Linked DNA regions of Pan troglodytes: region 2 is linked to region 1. A link is a contact called in public HiChIP or PLAC-seq data. All regions are on one chromosome and are shown on one strand. Each heading gives the region's core, a stretch centred on a gene start, on an enhancer-like site or on the middle of the called end of the contact. The rest is flanking DNA. Distances are from core to core; before and after follow the strand shown. Region 1 holds the start of MTERF1 (mitochondrial transcription termination factor 1). Region 2 holds the start of GATAD1 (GATA zinc finger domain containing 1).

Region 1 (6,463 bases), core at 3,445-5,944:
GGGCTGTTTGCATCTGTTACACAACACTTTCAACTTGCAGCTTCTAGCATGTGACTAAAACCTCAATAACTCATTTTCCTCATCATTTAGAAATGGGGCTCAAAACATACAAACTTATTTATAATCATAACCATAGGTCCCTACTAAAATGAGCATCTCTATTTATAAGAAATATTTTACGAGGAAAGCAACAGAAAAAGTGTTCTGTTATTCAACCTATCTGATGATTTGTTTCTAAGCTACTTGTGCCTGAGTCATATAACAGTACATATATATTTTTTAAACTGTACTTTTGCCTTTTTAGAATATATAGCTGTAACAAGTTCGTGCTTTATTTCTAATTACTTACAATGGGCTCTTACTTAGAAAGGGCATTTCTTTTTTCTCCTTCTCCTAATTAAGCATAAAACAGAAAATAGAGATAGATAATTCCAACCCACTACTAACCTCTTTGGGCTAAAGATACTGCTTTCAAGATCAATTTCAAAGAAAGCCTCTTTGTGTCTGTCCTTTCAATTACTCCAATTTTAACTAGAACTTGATTATGCCTACAGGCAGGGAACATTCCTGTGGCTCACATAATCTACGGATTCTCACAGAATTGGGAAAAGATCCCAAAACTACAGAATCAAGTAATGTTCAAAGCCAAATGCAAGGTACTCACAACATAAACATCAAACAACAAAAGCACATTTCAGATTGATCCATACTCTACTGAGCTCACTATTCTTCACTTCTCCGTAATACCACATACTACTCTGTAATTACTCTTCCAAAAATGCATGAATTTAGAAACTTTAAAATATAATTATCCTTCTAACTGAAGAATGACGGCTCTACCTTGCATAGTTCAACAGCCTGTTCTCTCTTCCAGATGCTCGACTGACCTCTACTGGAATAAAGGGGCAGAATGCGTCAGCTGGAAATCAGATCAGTACTTTCTAGAGAGGTCCAAGATGATACAATGGGATGGAGGAAGAAAATAGTTAAAACTACAATTTGTATTTGTCTTAGCCTTTGAAAAATTCTTTCTACATATGTTTTATAATATAAACAATATGATTGTACTGTAAGACATATATAATCAATAAACAAATGTACATATATTGTAGGCATATTTCTATTGACAATGTACACAATCAAAAAAGTGTGAAGACTACTAGACAGTGCACTTTCTTAGGACTATTAGCATCATGGTAAACAGGCTGAATAAGCCACAGAATGTTCAACAGAAATTCTATTAATAACAAACTAAAAATAGGTGAAAATGTATGCCAAAATTCCTAACAAAAAGTAACAAATCTATAAACGTTTCTTCTAAATCTGTCACAAGTAAATTTCATGTCTTGTGTATAACTCATCCTCCATGGAAGTATCTTCCACACAAACTTAACATGCCCCAAACTTGAGTATCTTTGCCAGTCCCCAAATTTGCCCTCTTCTGACTAAAGATATCATTATCACAATCACTATCTAAGAGTCATTTGTGATAAAAATCTAAAAGTGAGCTTTGCTTTCTTCCTCTTCCTCAACTCCAGTCATCAAATCACGTAGACTCAACTTCTTTGGCATCTCTCTGAAATCCAACCTCGCTACTCTTTGTAATTCTCATTCTGTTACAAGTCTTCATTCTCTTTTACCCAGCCTGTAACAGCCACCTGATGTGCTTCTCTGACATCCATCACTCAAAACTGCCACCATACTGACATTTGTAAAATGATGTGATTATGTCCCTCATTCTCTGATTAAAGACCTTCTGTAGCTCTCCCCGAAAAAACAAAATCTTCAAAGTGATCTTTTTCTAGCTACCTTTTCAGTTAGTTCTAACTACCTTACCATCTACTTCTAACCACCTTTCTAGCTATCTCTTCTATTCTACCACCTCAATACCTAGCACTATCGCCTCTCAAACCTCTGATCCCAAACATCCTTGCCCATTCCTGTCTCCCTACCTTTGCTTAAGTTGTTCTTTCTTTTAGAAAGGCCCATCCTCCTGATGCCTATCCATACGACAAGGTCCCATTCAAATATAATCTTCCCTCAAATCCTTAACTTACTTTAAAATACTAACCACTGAAATCAACCATTTGTTTTATGATAATTTATTACTAAGGAATCTAAAACTAAGCTTTCTATTTATAGAAAACAAGAGCTGAAATGGACTTACAACTGGCAACTGAAATTTGATCTTGATTACAATACTAAAATGCAATAAATTTACTCTAAAAATGACATCTAAAAATGACATGTGTGGTCTCAGCTAAACCTAGAAATTTGGTCTTGATTACAATACTAAAATGCAGTAAATTTACTCTAAAAATGACATGTGTGGTCTCAGCTAAACTTAGAAACAGTAATTAATAATATTGACTGTTAATGAACATATGAGGAAACAGAGGAAATTCTCAAATATTGTTAATGGACCAGAATTTGGCACCAGCTGCCACAATTTTAAATGTTCATAGCCTTTAATTCAGCATTTCCACTTCTTGGAGATTATCCAAAGGGGAAAAAAAGGGCCAGGGGCAGCGGCTCACACCTGTAATCCCAGCATTTTGGAAAGCCAAGGTGGGAGGATTGCTTAAACCCAGGAGTTTGAGACCAGCCTGGACAACAAAGTGAGACCCTTATTCTACAAAAAATCAAAACATTAGCCAACTGTAACAGCACACACCTATAGTCCCAGCTGCTCAGAAGACTGAGGTAGGAGGACTGCTTGAGCCCAGGAGATCCAGGCTGCAGTGAGCCATAATCTAGCCACTGCACCCCAGCCTGGATGACAGAGTGAGCCCATCTCAAAAAGAAAAAAAGACAATATGTGTTTGTTATGAAAAAGGATGACTAGGCCAAGCACAGTGGCTTCACACCTATAATCTCACCACTTTGAGATGTTGGCCAGGAGTTTGAGATCAGCCTGGCCAACATCACGAAACCCCATCTCTACTAAAAATACTAAAATTAGCCAGGCATGGTGATATATGTCTCTAATCCCAGCTACTCAGGTGGCTAAGGCACAATAACTGCTTAAACCTGGGAGGCGGAGGTTGTAGTGAGCTGAGATTGCACCACTGCACTCCAGTCTGGGCGACAGAGCAAGAATCTGTCTCATGAAAAAAAAGAAAATAGAAGAAAAAGAAAGAAAGAAAAAGGATGACCATCATAACATTATTTGCTATAACAAAGAAGAAGAAACCCAAATGGCCACCAATAGAATAATTAATAAATTGTGGTACATCTATGCAATATACTACAAAGGTGCCAAAAATAAAGGCCGATCTACTGCAATCAAAAGATGTCAGATATTCTACATGACAAACTGCTTAACAGTATGGATAATGCCATGTATATTAAAGGCGGGGAGGGGGACGTTAATATATACAGGGGGGGAAGTGGAATGACAGTTATTTCTGAAAGATTATTAGAGGCTATGTACTACTTCTGAAATACTGGGACTTTATTTAATGAATATGTGTTACTTTGCAGTCAGACGAAAAAATTTAAACAAGTAAAACTGGCCTTTGGTGTGAAAAACAATGGAAAATACAAATTATCTTTATCTATTTTTCGGTTTCTAGTACCAAAAAAGTCACACTTCAAAATTCTCCATGATGCTTTACTCTTAGCAACGGATCTCCATTCAAAATACTCATAATATCTAGCAGGGTAAATGAACATCTAAATAGCCTAATACAAGAAAGTTAGCAACTTTCCTCACGTACAAATTTCAAAAATGGTACCTATTCAAAAATTGACTTCGATCTATTTCTCAAATTGACTTTTTAATTAACCGAAACCATTATCCAAAGGGCTAATGTTCAAACTTAACAAACACACTGAAAATCTCTATGCTTGTAGTATGAGCTGTCTAAAAAAATATTTACGTTCGCCTCTGCCCCACAACTGGCCTGTTAAAAAGGCTGTTAATGGAAATAACTAATCACTGACCCTAAAATACCACATTCCAGCTGGTCTTCTTTTGATACAGCAAGCTAAGTTTGGAGATCTTTACATGCATTTCTCACCTTGTTTGTCCTAAGGAAAGGCTCTGCATCCCTCCAGAAAGGCTGGAGAACAGCTATCTCTGGAAATGACACACACACACACAAAAAAGGCAAAATATTTCAGGCCTTCCTAATACAAAATAAGAGATAGATCCCAGCTAACGTTCTCGTTGCATTATGTTCTCGTGAGATGCATTACCTCTTGCAAACAACATTTCTCAGACATACAGAAAAGAACACGGCAAGTACATACCTACATATGATGGGAAAAGGTAGCGGAATCACGAATACGTTTTGTACCAAAGCTAAGTGCTTCATATATATTGTCTCGCTTTACTCCCCACAACAATTTAAAAGGTATGCATAAGCCTTAAAATTACAAAATCTGAAACAGCGCCGAGCTCCCATACTAGCCTGCCTTCGCTAGCTGAAGCATTAGGGTTCGAACCCAGGTGGGTCTTTCTTAACTCAAAACCAAGGTAATTCCACACCGAAGGCTCTTTCCATCCCTCTTCCTCCTCCAAAGACAAATCTGCAAAGGGCTGCACTGCACAGCAGTCACCCACACCCACTTCTTAACAAAAAGAAAGGAAAGCACAGCCTCACCACCTTCCAAATCTCACCCTGAACTGCACCCATCCGCTGTAGTTGGCTTTTACTTCCGCCTCTGGGGTCCCGAGCGGCTAGGAGGAGCGGAAGTGGAAAAGACTAACTTCCGGCCTCGGGTCGGCGCAGAGGTGATGTCGTTGGTCCTGCGCCCCCTCATGGCGGTACTTCAGCCCTTCGTAGCCCGACGCTAGGGGCCTGGCAGGGGGCAGCAAGAGACCGCGGTGAGCGCGGGGTATTGAACGCCAAAGAAGGGGTTTGGAGGGTGGGGTGGGGCCTGGGACTCCCAGTCGCCTGGGCAGATGTCCGTGGGGAACTGTAAGGCATCTTATAGGGATCCTACAGAGGGCATCCACTGCCGGCCGACGACACGTGGTGGGAAAGTAGCTATTATTTACATGCGTGTTGCAGTTTTTGATAATGCGATTGCTGCTGCTAATGTGACTAACGCGATGCCGATGAACATCTCGGCGTTTTTTGGTGCAGGATAAGCGGGTGTAGACTCTTGTCTGTTTAGTCCCAGATTCTCTTCCTTTAATGAACTACCGTGGAAATCCTGGAGTGTCACTGCTGGTCTGAATTCAGCATCCGCCTTCAGGCTGGGAATCAATTCTAGTATACTTCGATTTCCTTACTTGCAGTTCGAATTCAAATATGATTCTTTTGACATTGTGAGGGTTTGCGCTATTTAAAGAATGGAGGCAACCGAAACCTCATCTCCACAGTGGATGCGTTTTTGCTCCCTCCCGAGGCGTTGCCTTAAGCCACTCGGTCCTGTCAGCCTCACCTGCCTAGTGATGGTGACAATGGAGGAGATAAAGCTTCAATTCAAGGCACTTCTCCTGTGACCATCAAAAGAAAGATAGTATCTACATTAATGAATTAATTGTGTCTGTCGAGTTATCCTCAGGAGACGATGGTGATTTGGTCCTTAAAAAAACACAGGATCAACAGGGTTGACCCTGAATTCTACAAAGAGGAAAAATTTCAGGCATTACTAACTCCTCCATGTACGAGCCTAATGATGTAATTTTCTGGCCGGGCGCGATGGCTCATGCCTGTAATCCCAGCACTTTGGGAGGCCAAGGCGGGAGGATGGCTTGAGGCCAGGAGTTCGAGACCAGCCTGGCCAACATGGTGAAACGCCATCTCTACAAAAAGTACAAACATTAGCCAGGCGTGGTCACAGGTGCCTGTAGTCCCAGCTACTTGGGAGGCTAAGGTGGGAGAATCACCTGAGCCTGGGAGGTTGAGGCTGCAGTGAGCCGTGATTGTGCCACTACACTCTAGCCTGGGTGACGCAGTGAACCTTGTCTCAAGAAAGAAAAAGAATTTTCTTTATCCCATTTCTTTTTCCTTTTTCTTTTCTTTTTTTTTTTTTTTTTCTTTAGACGGAGTCTCACTCTGTTGCCAGGCTGGAGTGCAATGGCGCGATCTCAGCTCACTACAACCTCTGCCTCCCGGGTTCAAGCGATTCCCCTTCCTCAGCCTCCCGAGTAGCTGGGAGTACAGGCACGTGCCACCATGCCCGGCAATTTTGTTTGTTTGTTTGTTTTGTTTTGTTTTTGTATTTTAGTAGATACCGGGTTTCACCATGTTGGCCAGGATGGTCTCGACCTCCTGACCTCATGATCCACCCACCTCGGCCTCCCAAAGTGTTGGGATTACAGGCGTGAGCTACCGCACCCGGCCTGTTTATCCCATTTCTATGCCAATGAACCAATTACGTTTTACCATCACTCTTCCCCTTTGACTACTCCTAGTTGGGTTGTTGTTGTCACTTTGTTTTTAATTAACTCTCTGTTTTGTTGGTTTAGAAGGATAAAGATTTATCTTTTGGAATTTAAAATACTAAT
Region 2 (6,277 bases), core at 1,151-3,650, 560 kb after region 1:
AGATGAGTTGCAAGGAGAGGTGTATGTTCCCAAATGGAGAGACATTCAGGAGCATGGAAATCAAGTGCCTAGATTTCCTCACACTGTAGGTGAGGAGAAACTTCCTCCTCACCTTTTTTTTTTTTTTTTATGGAGTCTCTCGCTCTGTCGCCCAGGCTGCAACCTCTGCCTCCCAGGTTCAAGCAATTCTCCCGCCTCAGCCTCCCGAGTAGCTGGGATTACAGGTGCCTGCCACTACACACAGCTAATTTTTTGTAATTTTAGTAGAGATGGGGTTTCGCTATGTTGGCCAGGCTGGTCTTGAACTCCTGACCTCAGGTGATCCACCTGCCTCAGCCTCCCAAAGTGTTGGGATTACAGGCATGAGCCACTATGCCTGGCCTCTTCTCACCTCTTTGGTTCTGTAGCTGGGCATGGGAATTAAACTAACATAAGACAGATTTACTGGAAAAGGCATAAAAGTTTTAATATTTTTGTACATGCACAGGAGCCTTTGTAAGAAAAATAAAGACCCATAGAAGCTACTAGGCTCGAAAGCTTATATGTCCTTTTAAACAAAAAATAATAAATTGCAGGGATGTGACAAGACAAAGGGGCTTGGGCTAAGGCTGGCAAATTGTGGGAAAGTGACGAAGAACCGTATGTAGAAAGTTAATGGAAAATATGGGTTACAAATTTTTGTAAGGTTTTGTTTGTAGATTCTTCTCAGTGGCAACTCTGCCTCTGGCAATAATATTCTCCTCTTCCTGGTACAGAAAGGGCACCTTTCACAAGGGAACTTTTATGTTCCGCTTCAAACAGAAAGAGGGTGGTCAGACAGCCTTCCCTGCATCTGTTTTTGCTCCATTGCCTCTGGCTCAGAAGAATCAGTATGCCAAAGTGGCATATTTTAGGATGGCAGGCTCTAAACACCTTCAGCATTGTTCTAAAATGAGACAACACTCTTTACCTAGTCTCCTCAGCCACTTTTACAGTTGGCCCTAATCCCCATAACAGTCCTGGAAACTTATTTTTACTGTTAAGGAAACTGAGATTTAGAGGGGAGGTGACTGAGCCACAACCCACACCCCAGAGGGCTGTTCCAAAGCCCTCCTCGAAATTGGTGCCAAGGGCAGCAGCTATAATGACAGCCAGTCCACATAGAAGTGCCTCCGTTGATCACCAATTAACAGTAAAATCTGATAATATCTCATTCCAAGGTTGTTATAAGCACTAAATGTGGTTTTGTGACATAATAGGCGTTTGTTTCTCCCCACTGCTTCCCACCACAATATATTCATCAAGACCTTTCCAAGGATACTAAGTCTAGGAAACCCAGGATCATGAAGAGAGGGCATGTTCTTCCAAGTGAGGCTGAGGAGAGACTTGTCTGGCGAGGCCTGTACTGACTAGTGACATTAAAAGAGGCGATCTGACTTCTCATACTGCTCTTGTCCCAGGCCTGCTGTTTGTCAACTGCTGGGTCCTCAGAGCCAAAACTGTTTTCCAACAATTTTGAATTGAATAACAGCCAGCTATTCGATTTTCTCCGCATTCTCTAATCTGTATACTTTTCAGAGTCCACAGGACTTGCAACGATATTATCCAAAGGCTGAAGAATGTGCGCTTGACATCTTAGGCTGTAAAATGTCTCAATTTCAATTTCTAATACATAGATGTCAGTGGATGGCATTTTCTGAACCCTTTGTCGATGTCCGTAAATGGCATGCTCTGAATTCAACTAAACAAAAGTACAGACATGGGGGAGGTGTAGGGCGATGTCCAAATTATAATTTTTAAGAGTGTAAAGGATTCCTAAGTAAGATTGCCAGATTTTTTTTTTTTTTTTTTTTGAGACGGAGTCTCACTCTATCCCCCAGGCTGGAGTGCAATGGCGCGATCTTGGCTCACTGCAGCCTCCATCTCCCGCGCTCAAGAGATTCTTCTGCTGCAGCCTCCAGGGTAGCTGGGATTACCCCAGAGCCCGCCACTGAGCCCGGCTAATTTTTGTATTTTTAGTAGAGAAGGGGTTTCACCACGTTGGCCAGGCTGATCTCGAACTCCTGAGCTCAAGTAATCCGCCGGCCTTGGTCTCCCAAACTGCTGGGATTGCAGGCGTGAGCCACCACGCCAGACCTGGATTGCCAGATTTAGCACATAAAAATACAGGACCCCCAGTTAAACGCCTCTCGGATAAACCATTATTGCATGGGATACACTCACGCTAAAAAAATTGTTCGTCGTTTACCTGAAAGTCACATTTAATTGGGCGTCCTGTATTTTACCCGGCAAATTCTAGGCCTGAGACCAAAAAGTTTGAGAACCCTGCCCCTAGGCGACAGCAAGCGGAACTGCAGCAAGCTCCCAGTAATTCCGGGTGCTGCACTTCCGGTCAGGCGGTCGGGCGCGGGGCCCTGGGGCCAGCTCACCGCCGGAAGTCTCCGCGTCCCCCCGCCCGGCCAGATCCCTTTCCCAGTCCTGCTTCCCAGTGCCTCGGGCCAGGGAATCCTGGCCTCCGCCAGCGGAGCCGGCGGAACCTGCTTCCCGCCTCCACGGGGCAGCGCCAGCGGCCTGGTCCTTTCACCGGCAGCTCGGTGCCGACGCCCTCACCGCTCTTCCTATCGCCGGGAGTGGCGGGCCGACCAGGGGGCGGCCGGGCTACCGTCCGCCATTCCCGTGTCTCTGCGCCCGCGGGGGCCGCCCGAGCCGGCCACCATGCCGCTGGGCCTGAAGCCCACCTGCAGCGTATGCAAGACCACGTCGTCCTCCATGTGGAAGAAGGGAGCGCAGGGGGAGATCCTCTGCCATCATTGCACTGGCCGGGGCGGCGCGGGCAGCGGGGGCGCAGGCTCGGGGGCGGCTGGAGGGACTGGGGGCAGCGGCGGCGGCGGCTTCGGCGCGGCGACCTTCGCCAGCACCTCCGCCACCCCTCCGCAGAGCAACGGGGGCGGGGGCGGCAAGCAGGTGAGCTCCTCCGGCCCCTCCCGCCGGCGGAGGCCGACCAGGTGCTAGGCGGGCGGGGACGGGCTGGCTGGGAGCGGGCGGGCGCGGGCTTCCCGGATCGCCGTGCTCCTGCTGGCTGGAACGCCCCTCCCCACCTCCTACTGAGATCTTTCGTTTGGCCCATTCCCAAGCACCTGTTATTGTAAGAAATTCAAAGCAATAAGAACCAAGATGTAAAGCCCTTAAGAAAATCTCAATATACACATGTCTACACAGTCGTTTACAGTGTCATGCCACAAATGCAGGCGCTGGACCTCATTCCTTGTTAAAGGTTTTGTCATATCAGGTTATGAAGTAAGATTATTATGTCATTATTGTAAATGGCAGCTTAAGTATTCCGTTGCAGGGGGCGCCATAACCTACTACGTTCTCTGGCCTTAGGGAGTAAAGTTGTTAAGTGTTTTTCTCTATTGTAGACACAACAAATGAATAGTGTTTGTCTTGGTCAAGACTGACTCCTACTCCCGCCTCCTGCCCTATTACAAGCAGCTCACACCTTTTGGAGGCTCTGGAGACGCCTGTCCAGCGAGCTCCGAGATTCCGGGTGCTAAACTTCCGGTTTTACTTAGCCTAGTTGCTGTAATTACTTCTCTTGAAAAGCAAAAGCGCAATCTTAATTGTTAAATGCTCTTATAAAGTACATACTCTGGGATCCTTGTAAGATGATTGTATTGCAACCTTTATGCACTTTTTACTTCTTTCTCTTTTTGTTCTTTAATTTGTTTGTGTAACAGAGTAAGCAGGAAATTCACAGGAGGTCTGCTCGGCTCAGAAACACTAAATACAAATCTGCTCCGGCTGCTGAAAAGAAAGTCTCCACCAAAGGAAAAGGGAGAAGACATATATTTAAATTGAAAAATGTAAGATATTTGTGGACAGTGCCTTTTACTGTAATGACGTTGTGTGTATCCTGCCACTGCCTTCATTTCTCACCATTGAACTTGGACTCTGCCCTTGGTAGCCCTTCCTTAGTATTCTGGGGAATGGTCCACATTCCCCAAAACGGAATGAGCTCTGTTGCAGGAGGCTCACTGTTTATAAAGTTAATAATACTCTTTCCTTTTTTTTTTTTAGCTTTTATTTTTTCCCCTGGAAAATATAAAATATGGGTTTAAAAGAAACATCAACCTTGAGCCCATTTTTTGGGGTTCTCTATGGAAAGGAAGAGGAGAGATTATGGTTCTTGATATGGCCAGGTACACTAAGAAAACTTTTTTTTTTCATTCTTTAAAAATCTAAGTAAATATTAACACTAGAACTCATCATTTGCATATTTATTTGTTATTAAAGCCCCAGAAAATGTATCTTACTGACTTATGATGATGATGTATTTGATGAATATGAGTCAAAAATTTTGCTAAGCCTTATCTCCTCTTCTGCTCTAAGAAAAGAGATTGTTGAAAGACCTGTGCTGGAAGTAGTTGAAAGCATATTTTTATTGCAATTAAATTCTCAGTTTTTATAAACAAGGGATAATGTTCAAACACAGTGGACAGTGCATTATGAACTATTTTTTTAAGTCTCAGTATGATATTCTTTTCTTTCAGAACAGGAATGTTTCACTTACCCGTAAAGACGTTTCTGAAGTTGGCCATATTTATTTCTAAAACACAAAGGGACCCTGCAGTAGACTTATGCAGATGGCAGACTATTTTCTTTTTTTTTAATTTAATTTAATGAATTTTTTTAAATTTTACTTTAAGTTCTGGGATACATGTGCAGAATGTGCAGGTTTGTTACATAGGTATACGTGCCATGGTGGTTTGCTGCACCTATCAACCCATCATCTAGGTTTTAAGCCCCACATGCATTAGATATTTGTCCTAATGCTCTCCCTCCCCTTGCCCCCCATCTCCGACAGGCCCCAGTGTGTGATGTTCCCTTCCCCAAAGTATTTTCTTATTCAGAGTAGTTGCTTCTAATTTATTTAAGATTTTTATAGTTAAATGAGGCATTTGTTGATTACACAAAACATGTTATTGATATTTGTATCACATATGCACATTTTTTTCCTTTTAAGTATGGTATACCGTGTTCTCAGCAATTATTTCATTATCGTTTCTCTGAAACCTTTCTTCAGTGGTACTAAGCAAGACACATCTGGGGAGGCCTACTTTCTATGTTGTGGCATAAAAGTATGTATTGAAGCTTTAGTAGAGATCTCAAAAATGGTTGGATGGTAGCAAATTACTAAGAACTCTCAAAGTTTCTAAAGCCTTAGTTTCAGCTTGCTAGAAAACCTATGTTGAGTATTATGGCTAGTTCCATAGTTGAGTTGGGAAATGTCTTTGAGGAGACACTTTTTCACTTTGTATTCATCTGTACATTTTCTGTTACTTGCATTCTGTCATGCTCAGGCTATTAGAGCAGGTACATTTTTATAACTGGAATGTTTATGTGTAGTGAAGCTCTGAGAGGACTTTGCATTAGATCTCAGCAGCATAATCAGAAGGTTGTCCTTTGTCTCAGCAATTTTTAAGCTAATAGTAGCAGAAATTGCAGTGGAAATAGACTGCTTTGCCACAACATTCAGAAAATCATTTATCTTTTTATTGCAGTTCTTGTCACCAAACAATACATTTTAGTACTTCTCAAATTGCAGAACTCTCATAGGGCTGGGAAAATGCCTGTAGACACATACATACTATGAATGTGCTAATGTTTTTTGTATTTTCATAGCCCATCAAAGCTCCTGAGTCAGTTTCCACTATAATCACTGCAGAATCAATCTTCTACAAGGTAAGCTTTTGTAGAGTTACTGAAGGAAGAGTTGGGCCTAGTGGGTAATGTGCCACTAAAATGTTGGATTAGTCTAAAGGTCTCTGCTACTCTTTCTTTGTATAAGGTGTGATTATACTTTTTGTTCCCTTCTTAGCTGTTTTCCCCCATAAGTGGCTGTTATTAAAACATCTCATCTAGAGCTGAAGTGGGAGGAGAAAGTGCCTACTGACACATGATGTGAGGATCTTAAGTATTTTTTTTTAGTGTAGATTGTAGGAATTATTCTTAAAATGCTGATTGTATAGTGTGGAGCCATGGAAGACTGAGCCGTTAGTGCAATGGCATTGAAAAATGAGAAGGACAGAGACAGGATTTGGACTAGTAGAGGTTGTCGACTGTGGTGTCAAATGGGTAGAGTAGGCCCAGAGATTCTAAAATGCCTTTAAGTGGAGTTGAGCTGAGTAAGGGCAGTAGTGAGGATTAACACCTACTAGAAATTCATAGTGAAAGGAATTCCAAGATGTTTTGATAAAAGAATGAGGAGGTCAGGTTTCCTAGGGCCAAAGTCCATGGA

What was found. HiChIP or PLAC-seq counts read pairs in DNA pulled down with a chosen protein or histone mark.
Region 2: a contact with region 1 is called in an H3K4me3 HiChIP or PLAC-seq map of stem cell-derived excitatory neurons, with 5 times the contacts expected there. The contact joins the promoter of GATAD1 here to the promoter of MTERF1 in region 1. A contact is called at or near these places in 1 of 7 Hi-C or Micro-C datasets (stem cell-derived neural progenitor cells) and 1 of 1 datasets of contacts at active chromatin or transcription factors (stem cell-derived excitatory neurons).

What each region holds. Positions count from the first base shown.
Region 1 is chr6:101,255,523-101,261,985 of NHGRI_mPanTro3-v2.0_pri, forward strand. MTERF1 (mitochondrial transcription termination factor 1) reads right to left here and starts at 4,695. Exons shown (of 3, transcript XM_054655956.2): 1 at 4,625-4,695; 2 at 4,023-4,081. The coding sequence starts at 4,051.
Region 2 is chr6:101,821,177-101,827,453 of NHGRI_mPanTro3-v2.0_pri, forward strand. It overlaps GATAD1 (GATA zinc finger domain containing 1), which reads left to right and starts at 2,401. Exons shown (of 5, transcript XM_001166816.7): 1 at 2,401-2,943; 2 at 3,717-3,842; 3 at 5,662-5,721. The coding sequence starts at 2,695.